4 separate regions of the Zea mays genome follow, and all the other regions are linked to region 4. The links are chromatin contacts, called in public Hi-C and HiChIP or PLAC-seq maps. All regions are on one chromosome and are shown on one strand. The core of a region is the stretch at or near the end of the contact, and the rest is flanking DNA. Distances in the headings are between cores, read along the strand shown. Region 1 holds the start of LOC100277901. Region 2 holds the start of LOC100275573. Region 3 holds the start of LOC100191895 (Eukaryotic aspartyl protease family protein). Region 4 holds the start of LOC103632783.

Region 1 (6,134 bases), core at 1,097-3,596, 330 kb before region 4:
AAATTCGAAATAACTTATAATTTGGAATAGAGAAAATATAGAACACCTACATAAAAGAAAAGAACCAAAAGAAAAGATAGTATATTCCACTGTTATAGAACAAAATACACCACACCGCGCCATACAATACAAACATTTTATGACTTCAAGGATTTCCACCGAAGTTAGAACCATGACCATACCCCTGGCCAGTCCCTATACCCACCAACCCATTGCCCGACCCACTACCCTCCCCATACACAGATCCCGACCCGCTCCCACCGCCCTGCCCGTACCCTTGCCCGCCGCCAGAGCCCGCAGAAGAGCCGGCCGCCGACCCAGTGGAGCCCGCGGACGATCCGGCACTCGATCCGGCGGACGAGCTGGCCCCTCCAACGGATATAGACCCAGACCTAGACCCTGAGGTAGATCCCACCACAGGCGCCGACCCAGACCCAGAGCCAGACCCAGACACCGACACTCCTCCGGTACCTGCGCCGACGCCGAGGCCCAGTCCAAGCCCGAGGCCCAGCCCGTCGCCTCCGCCGCCACCGCCGCCGCCCAGGCCGATGCCGAGGCTCTTCCTCGCCACGCGGCCCTGCGCGAGGCCGCAGGACAGCGAGCACACCAGAGCCGCCAGCGCTAGAGCGCTCGCAGCCGCAGCCGCAGCGCCCCTGCCGCCGCCTCCTGCCATCGATCCCACCACCTCGAACTCGATCCGCAGACGACCACGCGCGCTCGAAGTCTCGGACACTTGGGCTCACCGGTGCGGTGCAGAAAGCCGCTGGCGTGCTGCTCGATCGCTTATATATTATATAGGAGCCGGCGCGCATGATGCGCGGCGCCAAGAGGAACCGACGGGGGACGACAGCTTTGGCCGCGAGACGTACCGCAAAGCGCGCGCGATCATGTGGGCGTGGGCGACCGTGGTGTTGGGGAGCGATCATGGATGGAGCAGTGCTGCCGCTGTGCCGAAAAGGCGCGCGACGCGAGTGCGCGGAGTGGTTGTGATGACGGGGGGGAGTGCGCTGAAAGCTGCACGTACTACGTCGTCTGCGGGAAGGTGTGTGGCCGGCGTTTGTTGCGTGATCGATGTGATGCTTGGGTCCTGATCCCGATCGAGTCCGCCTGAAGTTAGGCAAGATGGTTTCAGTGAGCAGTCAGTTCAGTGGCGATGTCGTTCGAAGTCGCTGGGATTGACTTTGGATTCAGCGAGGGCGGCAGGCGGACAGATCGAGCTGGAGGCGCATGCAGCTGATTGGCAAAATTTCCCCCGTAATTTGCTCCCAGTTTAGGGCTTTGTTTGGGAGAAGGGGTTGAATGTGGTGTAATTTAAGTTAATTTACACTTCAATCCACTCCAATACTTAGATTAAGGTGAATACGAGAATAAGGCCTAACAACCACTTTACGTCGCATGCAAAAAGGGCCGGCAGCGACAAAACCAGCCGCCCACTGCACTGGAGGCATGGCATGTTCGCGAGCACGCGCGGCAGGCCGCCACTGTTCTAGCTAAAACTCACACTGTGCTCATCAAAGTAAAGGCACAGCTCGCAGCCACACGTCCGACGCACACGCACGGAGGCTCCAGAGCGAACACGCGCGCATCGTCCTGGTCGAGCTCCTGATGATACGAATACGATCGAACAACCGTGGGTTTGCCCAAGCAAGTCTGTATCGCACAGGACATAGCAAACTGTTCGCAGGCAATATAATACACAGATCAACAAAACAAGACATGATGGAGGAATGGACTTGGGATCGGAAAGCTAGCTTCAGGGCGTGGTCCTCTGGAAGTAGTTCAAGTGCCGGATCAAGTGCTTCATCGTCTGCAGGTTCTATTTCAGCCTCCGACTGCAGTTCATTCACACGCTGAGACCAGTGCCGGCCGGGGGCTAGTAGTGCAAGATCAATTAAGCGTAGGGGTCGTCTAGCGCTAGCTGGATCTCCAAGTGGGCAACATCACGCTGAGGTGTTGATACATAGGCTATAGCACGAAGTAGGAAGAAGAGGACAAGCAGTATGCCGATAAGGCTTACAGGTAAGCTTCCACTTCGATCATACATGCATCCAGAATCTTCGAGCGGTATCTGTTCCATCACAGCACAGTGCGTCCTCTTCATTCCTACAGTGTTCAGCAGCCCCATATCTCCTTTTGCGCCGTCCTTACTCCACTTACTATACTCTAACAAGATGAAGATATCAACTGCACCACTCTGAATTCAGCCGTCCAATGGCCACACCACGACCACAAGTTTCGCCTTTCGTGAGCCAAAAAAGAAAAAAAAACTATGAGTATTTCTATACGTGAACCCCCAACCCCTGCTTTTGGGTCCTATAAACGCCACTGCGCTTGCTGCGCTCTGGAGCACCAGCAGGAGAGTCCCGGAGCTGGAAGAAGAAGATACAGAGCGCATGCTCCTGTGAACATACACCACTGAACCCATAGAAAGCAGCACACAGTCTGCATAGGTGCATTGTTGTTCCGGCCTCTCCTAGAGGAAAGGAAGGTCAGGACTCAGGAGGATGCCTCGAGCCCCGACCATGACCGCTTTCCTTGTCGCCGTGCTTGCCGCCCTCGTTCTCACGTCCGAGGGCCGCGTTTCTCGGAAGGACCTGGGCATCGACCTCGGCGGTGGCAGCGGGGCAGGCATCGGGATCGGTGCTGGGATTAGCATTGGCATAGGCGGTGGTGGTGGTGCCGGTGGCTCTGGCTCTGGCTCGGCGTCTGGCTCCGGCTCCGGCTCCGGCTCGGCCTCAGGTTCCGGGTCCAGTGCGGGCTCTGGTGCAGGATCGTATGCTGGATCTGGCGCCGGCGCCGGCTCTGGCTCTGGCTCTGGTGCGGGTTCAGGAGCTGGGTCCGGAGCGGGTTCGGGTTCAGGGTACGGGCAAGGGCAAGGGTCTGGATATGGCGAAGGGCATGGGTCGGGCCAGGGACAGGGTTCTGGGTCTGGCTCGGGATACGGTCAGGGAAGTGGATCCGGTCGAGGATCTGGCTACGGCGAAGGCTCCGGTTCCGGCTCTGGCCAAGGATCAGGATCCGGCTACGGCGAAGGCTCCGGTTCCGGCTCTGGCCAAGGATCAGGATCCGGCTACGGTGAAGGTTACGGCTCCGGTCATGGCCAAGGATCTGGATACGGTGAGGGTTCAGGAAGAGGATACGGAGAAGGTTCAGGCTCAGGCTACGGCGAGGGACACGGCTACGGCTACGGCTCTGGTTCTGGGCATGTGGCAAATAAACATGACTGAACAATGTTCTCTGAGCTCTGATGTTCTCTTCTCTTTCTGTGTATCCATCCATATACATAAATAAGTACACGTTACCAACTGTGGACAAAGAACTGTACTCTCTCTCTCTCCTCAAAGCATTTCCTATATAGCTGTTCAAGATACTGTTTTTCATTATAGACTACACTTTTTATGGAATGTGGTTTAAAATAAGAGATATGAATGGATAAGTTGTTGGAGATCGTATAAGTACGTCATCTACTATATACATCTTCTTCCATGTAGTCAATCACATGATGTTAGCTGGATCTTTTTTTCTTCAGAGAGAGTGGCATCAGAGAGATAACGACATCATTTGGTTCTTAGTCATGTGACCTATCCTTCTTCGCAAGCGCAATATGTTGTCTCTGTACTATAGGCATAAGATTCAGAGCTACGAAAATACATCTATGCTAAAATTCGCACACCGGAGCAGACCCCATCTCGTCAGCATGTGAGCGTGTTACTCTCTCAAACTTTCATAAAGCAAGCAGGCTGGTCTGAATAGCCAGCATTTTCACCTTTTGCCATCCTTCATAAAGCAAGATGGGTACTTCGTCGCAATGCCCTGCTACTGCAACTGCGCCCCCAGCTTGTGCAAATAGATCTAAGTCCTCGTCAGAGGTAAGCAATGTTATTCAAACTACGAATTCACTCATTTCTGTTGTGAATTTTAGTGTCAACACAACATAGAATTCCAAATGCCGCAATTTGCAAGTGGTTCAGCGTGGATAAGCAAACTGGATAGTTTTTAACAAAATCTTCGTCAGTGAAGAATCAGAATATTATGTTTTCTGTGTTCATATGAGTGCACTAATTGCCATTATTCTTGACATTCCAGATCTCCACATTCATGCAAAGCAAGAACTGGAACTCCATCCAGTCTCTAGGACCATAAACAATAGAATTGAAGATAGCCTTCCTGTTCCAGACAAGGACAAATAAGCATTTTATAATTTATCCGTTGCCCGAACCCAAATTATCTTCTGCTCATCCCAAAAAACTTGTCAGATGCCACCAGGCGAGTTCAGTGTAACATGAGTGCAGCAAAGAGTGTAGCAGAATGCGAATAAAATGGGGAAACGAGATGGGTTGCGTGTGACTGTTTTATTGGCGGCCATTACAGGTTGGTAGGGTTTCATGGGAACACAAGTATGCGGCCTCTCAGATGCTTCCTTTTTTTATTTTAAACGGAAAACAGAGGCTTCGTCATACAGGCAAATGAGTCGGTTAACTACTCACATGACTGATAATTCCATGGCAATTCTAGAGAATGCTAACTTGCTGGTCTGCTGGATTGATGCATCATATGGTGCTTCAGTTATAGTATAACGCAAGCGAATGCAGCAGCAGTCCACAATCCTGTCACGTGGTCACGCACAGAAACCATAGGTGGGGGTACTACGGCTTGGTTCTCCACCGAAATAGAGAAAGGATGAACTAGGAGGTACTGAAAAGGCTCGCTGGGACCTACAAAATGGAATGTCCAAATCATTATCCCAATTCAATTATTAATATATTAGCATTTGAACCACAATAACTGTTGGAAAAACACGAGAACAATGACAATAGTTACGATTATTTGACAAGCCAAGTGAATTCCATAGAGGAAGATTCAGACTACCTTCGCATTGTGTGGCATGATCTTTATGTCATGAGGTGGATGAAGCCAAGATTCAGGGGCATATGATAAGAAGTTCTCAAGCTTGCTCGTGTAAATATCGGCATATTGATGAATGTGATAGGAAAATGATGATTCCCTTCCCGTGTCTGTAAGAAATGTTGCACCAAAAGAGGTATTGAACAAATCTCGCATCCCAGATCGGCATTGACGTCTTTCTGCATTCAACTCATTGAGCAATGCTTTATAGACTTGGCCTTTCTCGGTGCTAACAACAGCTGCATGGACTTTCCCAAGTAGATCATGTATTATACTCAATTTTGCCTGCAATGCAAGATACACCGAGTAAATTGTTCAGCATCCATGTGGATGAAAATTTCATGAACTAACAAACTGCAAATGTGATAAGAGGAATCAAATAATATCTATCAGATACAAAAGGTAAATGCCATCGGTGTATCTGTAGATCAATTTGTGGTGCGACTGATTGCCCATGTCATGTTTTGGATTTTGCATACCAGGGGATTTACCAACCCGTGTCGCATAGCACTCCACAAAAGAATAACAGCAGCAAGAAGTGCCTAAAGACTAAGTGGGTGTTTGGTTCGAGGAATCACTCCAACCAAATTGAGGTAGTTCATCATGGGTTCATTACTCAAATTTAGTGGAATAACCATTCCTCATATTAGTACTAACTAATTATGAGGAATGAGGTGGAAATGGATCAACTCATTCCATTCCACGAACCAAACAAAAATAGTAATGAGTGAGAAGATGATGGACTAACTCATTCCTCAAACCAAACACCCCATAAGTGAGTCGCCTGAACCAAAACCTGCTAGCCTGTTTGAAAGTAAAGTATTTTTGTAGTTTCTAGACAATACCATGGTTTACAGAAATACCGTAGTATTTTATGCCATGAGCTGTTTGACTGCATTCCTGAAAACTGCATTTTCAAAACTATGGTATTTTAGATACCATGGTATTTTTAGAGTATTGGCAACTCTACTCCAACCTAAAGTTTTCATAACATGGCTAACTTTTGTCTAAATATCATGGTTTACAATGTTATATCCAAACAATAGCTAGTATTCTTGAAGCATAGTATCGTAAAGTATGGTAGTGTCATGACAATTGCAAAGTATAGTATCGTAAAATCATGGTTTTGAGAAACATTGTTACCAAACAGGCCCCGACTGTGCCTTTCAAATTGTACCGATCAACAGTGCGGCATGAACAGTTCCCTCTCACAGTCCCAATCTTGAGAG
Region 2 (6,441 bases), core at 321-2,820, 450 kb after region 4:
TAGAGTCGGATTCCAAGCAAATGGTTTCTTCAAACCCATTTCTTATCCCCAAAATGCATATGCATTCTCCTAGTCTTATATGTGACCAAGACGTATTGGCCCCGCCACAACGCACATGCATATTTATCGGTCATAAAAAAACTTCACCAATAAATTATACTCTATCCGTTTCAAAATATTAGTCGTGAACTAATTTCTTTTTTAATCATCTTCTGTGATGAAGAGAATTTGAGTTCTCAAACTAGCCCCAAATACGTAAGTAAGCCTTTTCAAAATAGTGTGGTTGTGATTGCGAAGGTTGAATAAGCTTCAATTTGTAATCGTTGACAGCTTTGGTCGATGGTTTACCTAGTTTATGCATGTGGATTGGAGCTTGCGTTTGACCGGGAATTTTCGCTACGAGGGCTGCTATTCCTGGACGCTATACTATACGCCCTGGATAGCTCGGGGTTAAGGCTTGAAGAAACGTTCAACGAAAACAAACACCTGGAAACACGACTTTTATGTATATCTTTGAGGGATTAGGTCAACTGTTCAGGCCTGCGACTGGGAGCTACCTGCGTTGCACTGCACCGTGGCGTGGCATGCGCGGCGGCGCCGGCAATGACCCGGGCCTGCGCGTGCACATCTGCTTTCGGTCCAAAGATCAGATGAGCTAATCCAGCAACTTTGATCGGTTCCGCTGAACGAAGCCGAGGGCTGCCCATTTGCTTTTTGCACCAGCGAAACGTTCGGCCGGGAATTGACCTTTTCCAGCTTTCCTGCACCCTGCTGCACAGGCTTTTCCAGGTCCGCCATGGGGCCTATTTGGTTCAGCTTTTTTCTGACCAGCTTTTCTGAAAATCTGGCTGTGAGGAGAATCTGGCTGTGGAGAGAATCTGAGTATCATTACGATTATGTGTGGAGAAAGATAAAGTTGTTCATATGACTCAGGATCTAGAAAGTGACGGATTCCTACTATTACAACGACTCAACCGATTATGTGTTTATGTTGATTTTGGATAGTTTTTGTCCGAACGAATTTTATAGAAACTGGCTGAAAAGCTGAGCGTTTGGCAGTCCGCAGTAGCTTTTGGTGGCCAGAAGCTGCCAGAAGCCGAAACAAACAGGGCCATGGCCATGGCGCAGACAGGCAGGCATTCAAGCCTAACGCACGCTCGGGGTGCACGCGCCAGGGGACACGTAGTGGAAAACCGCTCGGTAGCTTAACAAGAGAGGCGCAATTAGAGCCGTTTGGTCGCCCTTAACTCGGCGACCTCCACTTGAGCATGAACGAGAGCCCTAAATTTTTATTCTCTAAATTTTTATTTACAGAATTATTTATATAAAAACTAATTTCTATAGTTTTACTTTATTATACTTTATATATCTTATTTATATTCTGAAAAATGCTATTGTTTTTTTGAAATTTAGAATAAAAGATAATTATATCTAGATAACCCAGCTGGGAGAGGATACCGAGCTCTGTTGCCTGTTGGGAGTTCCTCTTAATTCTCTACTTCCCTGCCGCCCGCGGCAACCGTCCTCCCTCCTCCACCTCCACCAGCTGCACTCCCCACGCCGCGCACCCGCCCCTCTGCCCCTCCTCCAGCTCCAAACCGGAAACGCGGGGATACCGCGCCGTCCGCGTGGCGTGTCCGAAGAGATCCCACGACCCGGCGGGCGGCGCTGCGAGGCTGAAGGCGCGGCGGCGGCGGATTTAAGGGCCTCACCGGCTCGGGATCTCCGCGCGATCGCCGCTGGGCCGCGCGCTCGAGGTAAGGAGGTTTCTGGCGCTTGCTGGCTGAGTTCCGGAACTAGAGTTTAGGACCTGGTTGGTGCGTAGCGCCGATCTATATTCGACACGCCGTTTTTTTTTTTTCCTTTTCCTCGATTTGAGCTGGGGGAGCAGGATGGCCTAGCTTGCCCGCCGGGTGTGGGGGGCATTTGATCGGGGTGTGCGGGTGGGAGAGTTGACTGGGCAGGCTTACCGTTGATCGCGAACTCGGCGGGACCAGGTGGTTTTGGAATTCTGGATCGCTTCCTGCTACTCCTCCGGTGAATCCGGCCGCTCCTCCTCGGGTTCTTCGGCGCCCCCTGAAATGGTTCCGCTATGCCACTTGGGATTCTCGCTGCGGATTGGGTGGGTCTTACCGGTTGAGTACCGAGAACTTTGGCATGGAGTGACTCGTGATTTCGTTCGTTGGAACACGGCTCGAGCTTGTCTGTTTAGCAGGTTAATCTTGCCAATTGCGACATTTGTTTTTTTCTTCGTGCTTTGTGTCTTCGGTAATTTGGAAGCTTAATTACTCCGCAGTGCGTTTTTTAAAGACTAGGTGCTTCGCACTAGCACATTAGCTATTTCTTTAAAAAAAATTAAACGAACATATACCAAAACCCAACGGTAGATCCTGAATTCCAAACTAAATCACCCTGCACTTAATGTGCTCTTGCTGTCTGAATTTTCAAGGAACTATTGTTTTATTCGCCCAACTTTGCAGATAGCATGTGCGCTATCTTTGGGTACAACGATTTTTAGCATTATTATTCGATTTTGTCCAAGTGAATTCTCGGCAACGTCAAGTGAAGTCTGGCGGTTTAGCTGGTACTATGTGTCTATGTCCACCACTCCACCGTCATATTTTTCCCTTGTCTCTGTCATGGCGGGCATATCCTTGATGCATGTGCATAGCTCATAAGTGGCAAGTATTAAAAAATGTCCCTGTTTCCCATGCTGCTTCTGGCGAGAAATTATTAGGAAACTGATTCGTCTCACATGCATGTGCATTGTCCTGTCTGTTCTAAAACCATCAGAATCTCCACGAATAATGTTTATGTGCTTTGTCCTTGCTCAATTGATGTACGATCCCATGTAGCAGCTGCCATTTGTCCAAAGATCTTTTTTATGCTTTATAGTAGATCTACAATGCATTTATACATTCAGATGCCACCTTCCTCCCCTGTTTCCGAGCCTCTGTCTAGTCACTCTCCTTCACGATTGGCCGCACTAGCTATAGCTGTTCGAAGTTTTGGCGCTGAAATCGGTAAAATTTCATTTCTATACGCAATTCAGTCACCTGCAATTTGTAGTCTTGTGGATGACTCGGGTTCATTGTTTTAGTACATGCTAATTTGGTGCCCTTTGTTGTTTTCTCTTATGTGCAGAAAGTTCCTGTTGCTTGTTTCAAATTGAAATTTGGATGTTCGTTCTTCTTAATTTGAGGCTTACCTATTTATTTGGTGTCTGGTTGTGTGCCTTTAGGTATACATTGGTTGTTGCAGCAAGCTGGTTTCTTGAGATCCATATTGATGTGGTTTGTTCTGGAAATTTTTATTCTTCATGGATGCTATTAAGAGCCATGCAAAGAAGGTTGATCTTGTTGATGAGACTCTAAGACCACCACTAGTTCCATCCGAGAAGCACAATGCTTTCCGAGTGAGGAATGTTGCATCCAGGTGCAAAACTGATCTGGCTGATGCCACTAAGATAAGAAGATGTACATCACCAAGTCTTGGCCAGACCTCAGCAATTGAAGGCACACCAGCACCCAAAAGAGCTCAGTCTGCAGATAGAAGAAGGCCGACACCTTCAACCCCTCCCTCTAAGGTGTCAACACCCTCAACCCCTGTGTCAAGGTCCATCACACCAGTTCGTGATACCACTAGAGACTTACACAAGAGTTCCAAGCGTATAGCAAGCACAAAGGCTCCTGATGGCTTGTGGCCAGCAATGCGTAACTTGTCTTCATCTTTCCAGTCGGAATCTGTGGCTGCACCTACTACTAGAAATGATAAGGTAGTCACGGCTTTGGATTGTAGCAAGGGGCAAGTGAGTGTTCTAACGGAGAGGAAGAGAAGTCCTTTTAGAAGGAAAAACATTGGTGAACATTGTGAGAATGCTCAACCTTCAGAGGAGCCCCCTAAGAGGTTAATTGAGCAACACAGATGGCCAGCCATGATAGCTGGGCAGGCGCCGAAGAATCTCATGTCAAGAAGCATTGACCTTTCGGACAAAGCTAATATACCAGTCGCATCATCAAATACATCAAGAGGTCTTTCACCAAGGAAGACGCCTTCTGTCAGACCTGTGCCATCATCAAATACATCAAGAGGCCTTTCACCAAGGAAGACCCCTTCCGTCGGACCAGTCCCATCATCAAATACATCAAGATGCCCTTCACCAATGAAGACCCCTTCTGTTGAAGCTTCAGTGAAACTGTCAAATCAGTCATTGGATGAAGTGGCAAGGAGTTTGGCTATTCAATCAAGCAGAAAAGATGATAAGGTAGATTCACAGACAATAGAGAGATCCAAATCTTTGAGCCGACCAAACAGAACAGTTACTTTTCCTGTTCCAATTCTACAACGCTCATCATCACCAAGCAGAGCATTGCCAGCTACGTCCTCAACTTCCAGGGCCTTTCAGAGCCCATCTCGGACAAGGCCATCAACACCCTGTCAGTCCCAAAGTGTTGGAGCTATCCAATCAAGCGTTCCATCTTCTCTTATTAACTACATGGTTGATGCGCGGAAAGGAAAGAAGAATGCCAGCCAAATCGAAAATATCCACCAAGTGCGTTTATTGCACAATAGACATTTACAGTGGCTCTTTATAAATGCTTATGCAGAAGATGCTTTATCTTTTCAAAAGGCTACTGTTGAGGTAAAATTAGCAAATTAGTTGCTCTTACTTTTTTAATCTAATTTTACTTCAATTGGCCTCGTTTGTGTCATTTTGTCTTGTTCTTTCTTGGATTCCAGTACTTCATGCAGTTAGAGCTTTTCTATGATAACATAACAACAGTTCATGTAATACTTTCTCTTCACAAGTTAACCTTGCAGCTGCAAAATATATAGATAAAATTGAACATAAGCTTTGTGAGTTGTGACTAGGGTACTAGGCATTTTCTTCCAAAATCAGTTAGTTTTGTGGTTATGGTGCCAACTGTTTGACCAAAATAGATGAGAAAACTTTGTGCTCTGTAAAGTTTGCCCATATCTATGATTTTTGTGTTTAGAAGTTTGTTTGTGATCTACTACTAAGAATTGGATTTTTAGTGTACTTGTTTCTTTTTAGCTTTTTGAGTGATTTTATTCATGAAACTACTTTTCCCTTTTCTTATGTGAAATAGAATACCATGTATAATGTTTGGAGGAATACTGTAAACCTGCGGGATTCTGTTAATATGAAAAGAATAATGGTGCAACACTTCCAACAAGAACTCAGGCTTTACAACATTCTGAAAGAGCAGGTACGTTCCAGATCATAACTTGCTACATGGTACTAGCATGCCCTGTTCTTAAGGCGTCGCCTAGGTGTCTAGGCGGAGGTCCAACGCCTAGGCGCCTTGCCCGGCTACCTCGCCTAGGCGTCCAGGCGGTGGTCCAACGCCTTGGCTCGCCTTACCGCTTTAAAAACCATGCTAGCATGGTAATGGTAAAATTTGGAAAAAAAAGTTCACATTGTTCGATTGCATTGATCAGCACGTGCTGTAAGTATATATTTATTTATCACATTATCTTTTCAATGGAGGATGGTACAAAATATAAAAACTATGACTATTCGCAGTACTTTTTCAGCACTCATACTAGTTATTACTGTCGATCAATTACACAGATAGCATTTCTAAAATATGCTGTTGTTTTGGTTCAGATTGCTTACCTTGAACAATGGCCAACGCTAGAAAGGGAGAATAGTATCTCTTTACTAGGGGCAACTGAGGCTCTGAAAGCAAGCACCCTGCGCCTGCCAGTTACATTGGGAGCAAAGGTATGCTAGGAACTCTACTAACTGAATTGCACACATTTTAGTATGCTGTTGTGATTTCTGCCATGTTATTGACTATCATATGAACAGGCTAACACAATTGCTCTCAAGAACGCTGTAAGCTCAGCTGTTGATGTCATGCAAGTTTTGGGCTCATCTGTTTGCTGCATTCATTCAAAGGTCAGATACTTGCATGCATTTGTCTTTGAATTTAGTATTCATTTTTATGTTGGTTCCTTTGGTAATATGAGGTCTTTATGTGGTAGGCTATGTACTAATTCTGTATAATAGCAACGCAAAAGAATGTTTCAGATGCTCATCACATATAGGTGAAAGCAATAAAAAATGTTCTTCCCTGATTAAGAGAGTGATAAACCCACATTCTCAAAGTTTTATGGAACTCAATAGATTATGACTCATCTACTAGCATTATCTTTATATTCAATCAAACTACCTCTGATGACAGTTTGAGAAGGTGTGCACCTTGAGGTATGATTTAGGCCTGGAACTTTATGAGCGGTCCATTCTAATCTAGTCCCAGATCTTATTGGATGGGTGTAAAAATGGCTTCCATTAAAATCATTTTCTAATCCATTGTACCTCTGAGCCATTAACAGAAGCCCCTAGTCTCCAAATAAAAGGATACCTTAACTAATTAACTCCCTCCTGTTAATGCTTAAAAACTTGTTTTACAT
Region 3 (6,749 bases), core at 200-2,699, 290 kb after region 4:
GGAGTAGGAGCCGTCGCGGTAGCTGAGCGCGTAGCTGCAGGCCGCCGGCCGCCCGGCGTCGCACGGCGGCGCGCCCGCGCCCGCGCCCGTGGCCAGCTGCTGCTGCAGCGCGTCGCAGGAGGGGGAGTCGCACGGCACCGCGGCGTAGGACGGCGACGAGGACGGGTCGAACAGCGGGCCCTGCTGGTCGTGGCACGACTCGCACGGCGCGCACTGCACCCACGTCAGCTCGCTGGCCGTGTCCACGATCACCGTCGCCTCGCCGCCGCCCAGCCCCACGGTGGCCACGTAGTTCAGCGTCCGGAGCCTCGCGCCCGAGCTGACGGGCACCTGCGCCTTGGACGCCGTCACCGCCACCTCGGCCGACGAGCTGGTCGTCGTCAGCCGGTAGTGCTCTATGCGCCCTTGCAGCGACGAGACGCGCGCGGCGTCGGTGGACAGGAGAGCGTCCGCCTCCTCCTCCCTGCTGTTGGCCGGCGCAGGGCTGAAGCTGTGGTGCCTCAGCTCGAGCACCGTGGCGCCACCCACCGCCCCTGAACATCGCAAGCAAACCGGGAGTCAGCGGACTGGACACCTCTTCTCTTTCTCCCCCTTTCTCTCACTCTTTCTACGCTTGAGCAAGCAGCTCAAAAATCTGTGATGGTGTCACCACCCACCACATGGAAATTTAGTAATTTACTATTCTTATAGTTGTTTATGTAACCCATCCACATTGAAAAGTACTTGGGACGTGCTACTTCTGGCAGTGGCAGAGCCCTGACCCCGAAAAACTGAAAAAACACCATGGAAATCGCATCGCCATTCCTCCTGCAGCCCTACCATTTCCATGGCAAGACGAGCGCGTGTTGCTTTCCATTTAAGCTCTTTTCTTCTTCTTCTCTCCTTCTTCTTCTGACATTATTAGCGCTTGCACGATTTCCAAATACAACCCATTTGCAGAACGGAAGCGAGCAGGGAGAATCTGTGACGCTTCACCGAGAAGAGAAAACAATCTATGGTTATGAACAGAGGCAGATTATTGCCATTGCTGCTGGTTGGGGACAGAAGCATGTGCGTACGTACGTTGGGACGGACTAGCTGAATCTTTCTGGTGTCCCACCCACCCGGCCCCAACCCTCCTCTTCTTCCATCCAAGAACACCGGAGAAACGGGGCGGGGAGACGGAACGCGGGTGATGAGGGAAGGAACTTACTCGACCTCAGGTGGTGCCGCCTCTGCCTCCCTTGCAAGGCTCTCCTGCTCAGGTGGTGCCGCCTCCCCTCCTCAAGGTCAAGGTCAAGGCAATGCACGCCGCCATTACCACCTGCTGCGGCGGCGGCGAGGAGGAGGAGCAGCAGGAGAGCAGCTGCCACAGCAGTGCAAGCTCCCCATGCCATCACTCGCTCGGCTAGCTTGGCTCCAGCTCACTCACTCACGGGAGGGAGGGAGAAGAGGAGAGAGAGAGAGAGGTCAGGATGGGAGGAGGAGGAGGGTGAAAGATTCTCGGTGGCGTGAGCAAGTGATAGGTGAGGTAGGCTTGTTGCGGCGCATGGGAACAAAGGCGCAGCAGCTGGCGGCTGGCCGTCGGGTCGGGGGTGGGGTGTGGTGGTGTACTCGCTTCGCTCTCGCTGTGGCCTGTGGCTGTGGGTGAGGAGAGGAATTATTGGGGGGGCTTCACATGCATGTCCTCTTGCTTGGCCGCAGCACCAGACAGTGCTCACAGCGCAGCGCGCACACACACGCACGCTCCCCAGACCTTCTCTCTCATCTCATCTCATCTCTGATCTCTCACTCCTAGCACACCTCCGTTTTCTCTCTCTGACTCTCTGAGCCGGCCGGACCCTCGCTGCTGACACGTTTCTTTATTACCACCACTACTACTACCAACGTACTAGCAGTAGATCGTCCAAAAAAAAACGTACTAGCAGTAGACATGGAGGAGGGACGTGTATCTTGTGGTGAGGAAAAAGAGGCGGGGAGGAGTTTAGTCATCAGAGTGCGTGGGTGGACGCATTGAAAACCGGGCGTAAGTGGCATTAATGTCTGCGGCAGGGCAAGGCGCGCGCGGGGGTGGTGGTCAGCGACGCAGCCTTGTCCGGCGCACACTGTAGCTAGCACGGAGAAGAAGATGCCAAGAGGAAGGCGGAGGAAGACGACCCAGGCCGTGGCGTTGCACTGCACTGCAGTACTGGGAGTAGGATTGATACGCGCGGCGCGTAGGAGTAATTGGGTTCCGAACAAACAAGCAAACGGATCGAACAGTGCGTGGCGAGAGCGAGACGACCTCGATCGAGCACATGTGATGCTCTGGAGTCACGCCTGGTGAAGTTGCAACTGGCGGAGTAATGGGGGGATCGTCGGGACTAGTCGCTTAGTCACGCCTGGAGTACTTGATTCCGGTGGTAAATACAAATATGTTATAGAGGTGGCATCATGTCGATGGCTCTCTCTATATATAACTAAACTTTTAGTTGGCTATATATATAGCATAAAAATAATATAAAACTCGCTATAGGCTATATTATTAACCTTGCTCTTAAAATGAAAGGAAGATAGGACCATAGACGAAACATTGTCATCGTAGTAATCTTCAACCCCTCCATCATCACTATCAGCTTCGATTTTCTTCGATTCTCGTTCCCTTCGATTTTTGTTCCGAGGGGGTGGCCCTACGTTAGTCGAGCAAACAAAAAAGGAGAGGTATTAGCGGGACCATATCTATTGGAAGGACGTAAATGTTTTGACAAGGGACAAGTTATCCAGTGTTTTCTGAGGATGGTCAGTCAAGTTATTGACTTCTCCTCAGCCCCCGCTTCTCGATCCATGGGGTCGTCGTCCCTGGGTCGGGGACAATACAAAGGAATGGCTACAAATGTCGAGACTTTGTTAAGGGTAGAATTGTCGTAGTCGCTTGATATTCCACACGTTGGTGAGCGTCCTGTCTTTCTCGTCCTTTAGCTTGTAGGTACCCGACCAAAGTACCTCTCCAATTATAAACAACCCCTCCCGGGGCGAAGACAGCTTGTACTGATCTTTGTTGCTTTGTACCCGTTGAAGTACAAGGTAACTCTCTTAGCTTACCTGTAAGGGACCCTACGTTCCAATTGCCTACATGGATTATAGTCTGCTCAACTAGCTTCCTTACCCCTCGCACCTATTGAGACAAATACGAAGACCCTTACACATTTGTCACTACACCTGATGTAGCGCGCCACTAAGGAAGCGACGACTCGATCCTTGCCCACTTGACGCCGCATCTAGATCACGACACGACACACGACCCTTGCCCATTTAAAACCATACCCAAGTTCCGATATGGCATGTCGCTGAGAGGGTTACACCCCAACGGTTTTCTATTGAATTTCATCTCCATTTGAGTGGCTAAGTTTTTTTATAGCTGGCTCGTCACGCCTGACGCAACCATCCTCCTCGTACCTACATTTGGGACCAGGCTATGCTGCGCCAACATATGATGAGACAACATAGGCGGAGTTACTTACATTCTACTAAAGGAAACAGGTGACGCCTAAGAGGGGTCAATTAGGACTTCTAAAACTTTCTCTAAACTAGGCCACAAATAAATCCCTATAGCAAAACCTACGCAAATAATCAAACTAGAATGTGCAAACTAAGCATTGTCTAAGTGTTGCTATCTCTACCGCAATGTCTAAGTTTCAATCCTAAACAATCTAAGTATAAAAACAAGATTGAAACTTTGCTTAATATAAATACGGAAGCTAAAGAGCAGAGTAGAGATGCAAACTCTCGTGGATGATGCCGGTATGTTTACCGAGGTATCCGGAACCACGCAAGGTCCCAACTAATCATCGTTGGTGCCCCTACGTAAAGGGAAGCCCACACGAGGGCCAAGCACCATGGTCGAGTAACTCCGTAGAGAGCCGCGGGCCTTCTCCATGCACAAGTGGTGCTCCGCTTTCGGCTCCTCTCGAACGCTCCCCGCCGTCTCCACTATCAAGTTTCCGGCCAAAACGCCGCGGGCCTCGTTCCCTCCGGGACACGGTGGTGGCCGTGACACAAATGCGGTTGTCATGGTCTCGCAATACTCTCACCCCACTCGGTACAATTACAATGGCTCGCGCAAGAGCCGAGGGGTTGTGTGGTTTTTCTAAACTCACTCAACTAACTAGGATTCACCTAGAGCAAGCGCTAAAGCGGTCTAACTAACCTAAGCACTTCGCAAAGCATCTACGCTAATCACCGAGTGATTCTATTAAGCACTTGGGTGTCTGAGCACTTGGAAATGTCTAATATATGCCTTGGTATGTTGCTTGGGCTCCCACATCTTGGAATGGTCGGTTGAGGTGGTATTTATAGGCCCCAACACAAAACTAGCCGTTGGAGAAAAGCTGCTGCTCTCTGCGACACAACAGACAATCCGGTGGGGTCACCGGACAGTCCGGTGCGCCTAGCCGTTGGATCTGACACCGCAGGTGACCGTTGGCACTACAGGCTTTTACACCGGACAGTCCGGACGTCACACTAGATAGTTCGATGGCTTCTCTTCACCAGTGCCACCTGATACTAGTTGTTGGACTACTGTTTCTCTGGTGCACTGGACAGTCCGGTGTGCCACCGGACAGTCCAGTGCTCTCAGCCGGACAGTCCGCCAGTGGCAACACTTGTCTTCGTTTCTTGGACTTTGCTTGATACTTATTGATCTTCTTGTGATCTTCATAATGTCTTCTTTGGAAGTGTTGCTTTCCTCAATGCCTTAGTCCAAGTAACTTTAGCATCCTGTGAACTATAAACATAAACACTAGCAAACACATTAGTCCACATGTTATGTTGATCATCAAACACCAAAACCTATTTAGCCAAATGGTCTGGGGTCCATTTTCCTTACAATCTCCCCCTTTTTGGTGATTGATGACAACATAACCAAAGCAAGCAAATATAACAAACATTTGAATGAAAATATGCAATCTACTTGCTAGGATGCATGTTTGTCCCCACAAAGTGAGATTATGTACTTAAGCCTCCCCCTAACTCCATAATTCACTTACTTCCTATTTTAGACTAAAGAGCCAAAACCACTTGAAGGATCAAAATTTTAAATTGGTGGTGTTTGGTGTTTGATAACATTTCATTGCTTTGGTCCCTACAACTTCTCCCCCTTTGGCATCAACCACCAAAAAGGAAGACATTAAAAGCATATAGGAAGCAAATAAGACTTGCCCTCATAAAGATTTATCAATGATACCGATTGAAGCACTAAAAATTATTACTCCCCCTAAATGAGTGTTCTCCTTTAAAAGGAATTTTCTCCCCCACTAGAGATGAAGAAATACTCCTCCTGACAGAGATATTCTACTTACAAAAAGCATGTGAGAAATAGAGGTGCAAGACATGATTTGATTAGACTAACTTTCCTTATGCATAGGTAACAGATATGAGTTAACAACTTATGCATGTATAGCAACATGGGAAGTATGAGATGAAATGTAGTCTAACCAAATGTTGGAGAAAGCATGTAAATGATTCCAAATGTAGTCTCAAAGATACCAATTGAAAATCAATGGCGGACCATTTGAGTACCAATGGCAGCCTTGTGAGACATAAGAATTCTTGTAGATTTGCAGTGGAAGCTTGTTGTCTTTCTCCGGGGACTCCATTTTCCTTTCAATGAGACTACTACATAAAATAAACTTGAAAGCAGGTATTAGTCTCAAAGACTTAGATTATAGAAAAACCTCCCTCTGAAAGTGTGCATACAAGTTTTGAATACTTGTAGGAAACATGCACTTTGATTTGATATCAAGAGGGGCAAATTATCCATAATCTGAACTTTGGCACATATAAGTTAAATGATACCAATTGAAGCATGATTGAAGTATTATACCACTTGTAGTATTTCAAAATCTCAATTGATGTATCATTTTCTTAGAAATATTGAATAAGCTATGTGTCATGCTTAATTAAATACTAGTTATATACCCGTGTGTTGCTATAGTTTTATATATCACATAGGTAGATCTTATTTAAAAAAATAGTTATTCAAACATTAGGATTCCTCAAACAAATAAAAATCTAACGAATAATATAGTAGCCGCTGTAGAACAAGTCCCCACATCTTTGGCAATGGTACTACATATATCAAATCAAATGCACAAAAGTTAACACAACTCGTGCTGAGATCATAATGTTATAATAAAGTTCACATTTCAATTGAATGTTAAGTCCCCATGTCTTTGGCAATGATACTACATATAAAATCAAATATATCTTTGACAATGTTAAGAACAAGTCCCCACATCTTTGGCATTATATCAAGAGACCAGGGGCTGCACGTGTGCGTGAGGGTGGGTCGGTCGCTTAGTCAGGGAAAGGAATACCCCGACGTGACGAGGTACAGTCGGGCCTCGCGCGTACGTACCTGAGCGAAAGACTAAATATGGTACCCTGCCTAACTTACCACATTTTATCTAACTTTTCTGTCTAAGGTTAGTTATTCAATTCGAACGACTAACCTAAGGCAAAGTGTGACACATTTAGCCATGAACCAAACAGACCTTAAATGTTTTATAGTTATAACATGTCTACATGCAAAACCACACCTATCAGATGGTAAAGCTAGGACATCGAGACTCTTTATTTTTACGACGTTGCAGACACAATACTTCGAGTAGATTACAAAATATAAATGTTATAATTAATTTTAATCACGAGGAAAAATACAACTTGTCGATGATTTTTATCGGCAACAAGCCGTGTTAGATTTAAATGAGTTTTGTCTTCCATGAAATCATCTT
Region 4 (7,035 bases), core at 3,850-6,349:
CAATTCAAGTTCCACTTGACCCCCACTTCATGCTGGATAACTCAATTGTTCGGTTAGCCAGGTTAATGATCTTACCAGCTATGCACCTGTCAATCCAACGAATGGTGCGATACATAGCTTCTTTTATCCTCGGGCCAGTAATTGTGGTCTTTACAACATCATCAAGTGCCATGATGATATCAGCTCCAATATTGTTCTGCATTCATTTTCAATATATATGAAGGTGCAGATCTGGCAAGATATATAAATAAAATTGTGATAAGAAACCTAATTCTATAAGTTGACTGCTGCCTAGAAAAGGTCGGACCTGAATATGAATAGATTCCTCAGGTGTCAAGAGCATGGGCTTCCCATCAACAGGTGACTACAGATTGGGCATGAAAGAGCAATAAAATTAGAGAGGTACAGAGAGGAAAAAAGAAGAGTTAACTTCAGCGTTAGAATTTTATCTAGAGGAAGGACCAAGTTAGCAAATGCAAGAAAAATCCCTTCCATAAATAAGGGAAAACTACAAAAAAGGCACAAAACCCCAATTCTATATCTCGACATGCATCAACTAAATATACATCTTATCAAGGATCCAACATGCAAAGCTTATTTCTTAATCTTCTAGAGTGCAGTCCATTTTGAACCCCCGCCCCTTCCTCTTGAACTCCAAAACGAAACATCATCCACCCCCAACTTCCAAAACTAGACAAATATTTTACCATAGAATATTTGGTAACAAATTTGGGTTTTTGTCAACACCGATCGTTTTTTTTAACGAACATGGCAAGAGCCCTGCCTTTCAATTAAGGGGAGCAGTTTTATGTACAAGATGTGGCCAGATTGTCAAGGACCACAGGTTTCCACTCGAACTGCATGGGGTAAGACAACTCCCGAGCATTTTTAAGAAGAACCTTCTCAGACAGATCGAGAAAACCCGGAACCCCTATCCTACCCATACACGGCGACACCGTAGCCCATGTGAGAACGAGTCGAACTCAAAACCTGAGGAGTGCTACTCAAACCACCTAACTAACTCAGCTAGAGGCTCTTTCGCACATGTTTCCACTCAAAAAACTGTCAACACAGATCATACTAGAAACATCACATTACAAATGACCACAAGAATGAACCTGAAACGTAACTCCTTCCTCAGTAATATCAGCCAAATGCAGCAACGAAACCTAAAAGAAAATTTCCAAACAAGTCAGAAATACAACAGCAGAACTACAGTTCAGAAGAACAGAATACCTTTAGAAAAAGATAATCATATTATATATGCAAGATGAATGCTGATGCTTTTGTGTGGAGAAAGGGCTTCAACAAGTTGTGTACTAAAAATATGACGAAAATCAAAGTTTGAATCCAACAGCAGTTCTGCATGCTCAAATGGTCTATCACAACAGTAATTGTGTTAAGAAAACAAAGATTTGGAGCAACCATTTGGAAACCACCAGAGTCAGTCAGCAATGCCCTTTTCCAATTCATAAATTTGTGCAGGCCACCCAAATCATCAATAAGTTGAGACCCTGGACGTAATTCAAGATGGTAGGTGTTTCCAAGTATAATCTGGCAACCTATCTCCTCTAACTGGTCAGTGGTTAACCCTTTTATTGTACCTAAATTAAAAGAGGAAAAAACACTGAGATACTTGAAATATGTACACAATTATACAAAGTTGAACAGGTTGCACAGCTAAAATCTCTTAAGCATAGTAAACTATCGGAATGAGAAGGAAAACACTTTGGCAGCTATGATAGTTCATAGACTAGAAGAGAAGAGCGAGAAAAGGCTGCAAACTGCTCCAGGAAAAAGAATGAAGTACAGACAATCTTTATTAATTGGGAATACTAAATCATAGTCAAAGCCTTTTATTCTTTCAAGTAAGGAAATACTGTACATAAGAGTCATAAAGACAGGGATACTACAATGTTGAACATCATGGGACATGCATACAAAATGGTGATGACTAATTTCAAGTTGAAATTAGTAGTAACAAGTACATACATTAAAACTATCTATTTCAAATCTTATGTAGCACAAATATGCATATAGTACAAGTAAAAGTGGAAGACGGAACTTGCATATGAAAAAAAAACAAACCTTGAGTTCCAACAGGCATAAAAAGTGGTGTTTGACAAGTAAAGTGGGGAAGAGTTAAGCGAGCTGCGCGGGCGCGATTGAATCTTCCTAATATCTGCAAGCAAATAGGAATGCTTTCACATCGTATTCACAATTATAAGGGGTTAGTTCAAGCAGGTTCAATCAGACATTTCACAGAATTTTATCCACCGAAGATGATGAGCTAGACAAGAGAAAAAATATGAGCTCTTCAAGTCTCCAACAGCCTAGCGTGAAGGCCACAGCATGAAAAAAATGCAGGCTAGAGAGGGCGGGTCCCATAAATGGCACTAGATTGTGTGGCAGAATATCTCCTCTTCCGTCGCCGGCTCCTTTCTTTAGACCATCTCCAGCAGCTTACCTATACTCATACCCATATTCAAACTACACTCTATAAACAGTGTAATCTATAATATAAAACGATGCAAAACGGTGTTTTTAGTGACCATATATGTGCAATGTAAAGTAGTTCACCCATATGTTCACAAAAAAACACCTTTTGCAGTGTTTTGCACTGTAGATTGTATTGTTTGTAGATTGTTGTTTGAATATGGGTATGGGTATAGGTATGGAGATGGTTTTATCTGTTTTCTCTCCCCTCTAACGTACGCGAGAATCAAACATCAGCTCGCTTAGGGCTAGATTATTGGGGACAGCCACTGACACCAGCTCATATATACCATGCCACTCTGAAAGCATGTGCCATGTGGCATTTATATGTGGCACACTACTCTGACTTTTTATTGTTTATCCTTTTCCTGTGATATGGACCACTAAAACTTCACTTCTGAAATAATAAAATACTGAAGTGTAAGAATACTGAACTTTAAATTATTCCCTACAGTATGTGCATTTGCGGATTAAAAGCCTCACTGCATTTGTGAGTAAGGTTTGCCTTAGTTTATGTCTTCCCCACATCCTACTTATGCCTCCTGACACTGAGTTTCCTTTTTTCAGTATGTGCAACAATCAACTATATACATGGGGAAACAATTCTAGTTCTCTAAAAAGAAAAGAGCAGAGAAGATTTCTGAACAACACGTGTCTATCCTAGGATCATGCAACCTTACTACAAAACATTATTAGCTTAACCGCGACTCTGTAGAAGCAGAAGCTAGTATGAATAAGAAATAAATAAATATCTACCAATACAGAATCAGATATTCCACCAACGGCTTATCAACGAAGCTTATTCGCTTTAGCAACATGACACTAACGAACTTCGACCAATCAGCTTGGGGGAAGCCGCGACAATGGGACAGCAAGGTTATCTTCTCATCTGAGCGAATCGAACACACACTCAAAAGTCAAAATAAAACACACAAACAGAAGCATCGACTCACCTCGAAACGAAGCGCCATGGAGAAACAGAGCTTCAGCCACCAAATCAGAGCCTGGATTGATACTAAGCGAACCTGAAAATAAACCCGCCACAAACTGAAGCGCCAATCCAATAAACAATACATTGAATTTGAAGACCCACAAAATCGATAAACGAAAAGAGAAAGGGAAAAAACAACAAAAACAAGCCCGGCGTCCTCACCAGCGATGGATGAATCCACACCTCAGTCCAACCAAAGAGGACGAGGAAGGAGGGGAAGCGAGGTGGTCATGGGTTGTCAGTTTCGGCGGTATGGGAGGCGAAAGCGCGAGGGTTTAGGGTTCAGAAGAGTGGTTCGCGTCCACTTGGACGTTTGGACTCAGTTGGGCCCGGAGCTGGGCAAATTTGCTTATTTGGGTCGACCGGTACATTGCCGCTCGTTTATAGCATCTTCAATAGACTAGCTAAATGATTTGTTAATTTAAATTTTAAATACTCAACAGCAAAACAACTTTTCAACAGATTAATCATCTAACCCGTCAATCTATCTAACTTTTCAAATTGATCCCCTAACTAGTCAAATTTGGCTAGCCACTCTAACTAGCGAAACTAGATATATGGCATGTTGGAGTGAAATGCTACATATAAAATGTAATCTTTATGAAAAAAGAAATAGAAAGTTAAATAGAGAGGTAAAAATGAAGAGTCACTTGCAGATGCTCCTACATTGTCAATAGCTAAAATACTTTTAATTATCAATAGCTAAATGTTTCTCGCTAGATTAACTCACTGTTATTTATTTAACAGTCTAACCTTAGTACAGCACCGTTTTTACCCCTATTAACCAGCTTGCACTTGAAGCTTCAATCGGATGTGGGAGAGGGAGGGCCAACACTGCACCTAGAAAGTGCCGGCCGTGCACAGTGGCGGAGGACGCCAAAAAATTTAAGTGTTGCTGACGCAACGAAGAAAAAAAATTATGACACAGTTTAAAAAAAATTATGACATAGTTTAAAACAATTTGTAGCAAGATCACAATAAGCTTTGTACTCTTCAATTCTTCGTACATGAATAATAAAAGTTCTTATCTAATCTTTTATAGTCTTGCAATCATTAAAAGAAAAATCATCAGGATATATATCCGCGAGTCGAGCAAGCTTATCCACATCAAACTTAGAGAACAAATTAAACTTTGATCGTTTTGAAAATCAAGTGATCGTACGCGCTCCAGAAGCTTCCCAGCAGCTAATCCGAATAGGAAATATTCTACTGGAATCAGAACAAATGCACAAGCACCCAACGCAACAAACATGCTTGCCCAGAACCTCTGAGTCCTTCAGTAGTTCTGCAGGTGGTTCATAGAACACCTTTATCGCGGTGGAAATCAAGTGCAGAGCGGGACAAGCAGCCGTGCAAGCGCGGGACAAACTCACAAGCAGAAGCAGCCGGGCCGCCGGATGGGACAAGCACTCAAGCAGGAAGCAGCCGAATAGGTCGGCGGGGCAAGCAGCCGGCCGCCGGGCGCACGGGACAAGCGACCGCGAGCAGCCGAGCTGCTGCAGCGCGCAGGCAGGAGCGGCCGAGCGGGAGCGCGGTGTGCGGGACGCGCCGACGCGGGGACGGTCGGACGGACAGACGGCGCTTACGGAGACACGGTCACATGTAAACCCTATTCTCTAATCTTTTAGTGGGCCGGCCCAAGGTATTGTCCAGGCAATACTGGGCCCTCCGCCCCTACGTGCACCGGCGGCCGAGGTGCCCACAGCGGGTTGAGCGCGCTAGGCAGAGCGAGATCTGTGGCAACGCTGAGGAAGCGTGACGCGCGAGTGCAGGGGCCTGGCAGAGCGGGGCGAGCAAGCGCTGCGACGGCGTTGGATGGAGGCCACCGTTGATGGAGGGCGGCGTGGGAGAGAGTCTGTGCGGCGGCCTGGGAGAGGAGTCTGCGCTTGGACCGTGTACAGCAAACCCAAAATCACGGTAAGTGTTAGAAATGTTAAAGGCTAGTTTGGAACTCACAAAATCAGACGAATTATAGGGGCAAAAAATTTCTTCTTATTCAATTTTAAATAAGAAAGTGATTTTCTCCCTCCAATCCCTCAGGTATTTTAGCTCACAAACTAATCCTTAATATGAAATTTCTCGCTGGGTTTAGACAATTATATCCATCCTCATGAAGTTATATCTATCTTTATTCTCATACTTATACTCATCATAGATATAGGATTCATCTTATGCCCATCCTCTTCAAGTATTAGGTCTCAATAGATCCCTATCTTCAATAGAAAATATGATTATATTATATTTTATAGAATATTAACAACTACACGACACCTAATAACAATATATCACAAAAAAATCTAATATCTAACAAAAAAACATTGTTTAACCATGCAAAACAACAAAAACAAAGTGGCACTTGGATGGGGTGGACGGCGCGGCTGGTGGCTAGCTACCTAGGTTGGGTGGATAAATGCTTAAAAGGGTTTAGAGAGTTAGGCTTAGTTGTTGGGCTTATTTTTCTATTGGGTGCATGTCTATTTTTACTCGGTGAATATTACTCATAGATAAATCAATATTTGAGATAAATGCTAACTCTGTCTCCATCTATAACGACAACTTTGACTAACAAAGTTAACGGCAGTGGTGCTAAGGCCAAAAAAAATGTTGTCTAATGGCACATGAGCCATAACAAGCTTTCTGATGGTTAATCTTAGGGCTGGGCATTCAGTTTTTTTTTTCTAAACTTCGGTTCGGTTTTTCGGTTTTAAAAAACTTTGGTTCTTCATACATTAGAAACCGATCGGTTTTCTAGAAAATGAAAAACTGAGAAATTCGGTTTCGGTTTTTTACTTCGGTTTTTCGGTAAAAACCGAATACCAAACTTATACTCAAGGCAATACATACAGCAAGTTTACATGATAGATTACACATAATTTTAAAAAATAAAAATTATATAGGCACAAATATTTAGAGATATATCATACATCACATACAAATAAGTGAATAATAATTTAATTGTATCACACATTTAGTTCACATAATCTAATAGTCAAATATGAGAATTGATAAAGTTTGGTATTCGGTTTTTTTGTTATTTCGGTTCGGTATACGGTGAAAACCGATTACGATACCGAAAAACGAACTTCTTATATACAAAAACTGAAACCGAACCGAACTACCGAGAAAACCAAAAATTCGGTTCGGTTTATGGTAAAAAAGTGCCCACCCCTAGTTAATCTAGGATTCAAATTTTTTATATTGGCTTCAAAGAAATTGTCTCCATTGGTAATGAGTGTTATACAAAGCAAGTCTTAGGTACAAGCGTGCAAGCGAGCTTTCTCGCACATTAGTTACACATTTAGCATTAACGATTTTCTAAATTGCGCAAGCTGATAAGGTATTTAAAAGCTAAATATGTAACTAAATTGGTGTTTGTTTAAAATTATAATATGTCTAGATTATATAATCCTAAACAAATATCTCTTAAGGATCTTATTGGAAAGACCTTATTGGAAGGGCTGGCTTCACTTTTTTTCGCATAAGTTGTACCAAACAGTATTTTAGGAAATGACTTTTGTTTAAAAAACACTTCTCTCTTTTGTATTGAA

The links. Hi-C and Micro-C count contacts between places; a contact is called where the count stands out from the background. HiChIP or PLAC-seq counts read pairs in DNA pulled down with a chosen protein or histone mark.
Region 1: an H3K4me3 HiChIP or PLAC-seq map of leaf shows a contact between it and region 4, with 4 times the contacts expected there. The contact joins the promoter of LOC100277901 here to the promoter of LOC103632783 in region 4. A contact is called at or near these places in 7 of 25 Hi-C or Micro-C datasets (ear, endosperm, leaf and 1 more) and 1 of 3 datasets of contacts at active chromatin or transcription factors (leaf).
Region 2: a contact with region 4 is called in a Hi-C map of leaf, with 6 times the contacts expected there. The contact joins the promoter of LOC100275573 here to the promoter of LOC103632783 in region 4. A contact is called at or near these places in 3 of 25 Hi-C or Micro-C datasets (ear, endosperm and leaf).
Region 3: a Hi-C map of tassel shows a contact between it and region 4, with 2.4 times the contacts expected there. The contact joins the promoter of LOC100191895 here to the promoter of LOC103632783 in region 4. A contact is called at or near these places in 3 of 25 Hi-C or Micro-C datasets (ear, leaf and tassel).

The regions. Positions count from the first base shown.
Region 1 is chr7:123,464,140-123,470,273 of Zm-B73-REFERENCE-NAM-5.0, reverse strand. It overlaps LOC100277901, which reads left to right and starts at 2,346. Exons shown (of 1, transcript NM_001151348.2): 1 at 2,346-3,399. The coding sequence starts at 2,505. The coding sequence ends at 3,227. It overlaps LOC100384794, which reads right to left. Exons shown (of 13, transcript NM_001177240.2): 12 at 4,870-5,190; 13 at 4,199-4,715. The coding sequence ends at 4,686. It overlaps LOC100382354, which reads right to left and starts at 987. Exons shown (of 1, transcript NM_001175100.1): 1 at 68-987. The coding sequence starts at 926. The coding sequence ends at 393.
Region 2 is chr7:122,683,171-122,689,611 of Zm-B73-REFERENCE-NAM-5.0, reverse strand. It overlaps LOC100275573, which reads left to right and starts at 1,570. Exons shown (of 7, transcript NM_001371678.1): 1 at 1,570-1,757; 2 at 3,242-4,642; 3 at 5,112-5,231; 4 at 5,633-5,749; 5 at 5,837-5,926. The coding sequence starts at 3,320.
Region 3 is chr7:122,844,750-122,851,498 of Zm-B73-REFERENCE-NAM-5.0, reverse strand. It overlaps LOC100191895 (Eukaryotic aspartyl protease family protein), which reads right to left and starts at 1,449. Exons shown (of 2, transcript NM_001137319.1): 1 at 1,193-1,449; 2 at 1-533. The coding sequence starts at 1,376. It overlaps LOC111589721 (a long non-coding RNA gene), which reads right to left and starts at 1,181. Exons shown (of 2, transcript XR_002748809.1): 1 at 1,063-1,181; 2 at 667-969.
Region 4 is chr7:123,140,481-123,147,515 of Zm-B73-REFERENCE-NAM-5.0, reverse strand. LOC103632783 reads left to right here and starts at 5,099. Exons shown (of 2, transcript XR_004851512.1): 1 at 5,099-5,404. It overlaps LOC100273014 (queuine tRNA-ribosyltransferase), which reads right to left and starts at 5,105. Exons shown (of 16, transcript NM_001147464.3): 1 at 4,861-5,105; 2 at 3,450-3,521; 3 at 2,089-2,182; 4 at 1,426-1,604; 5 at 1,119-1,169; 6 at 308-364; 7 at 76-196. The coding sequence starts at 3,467.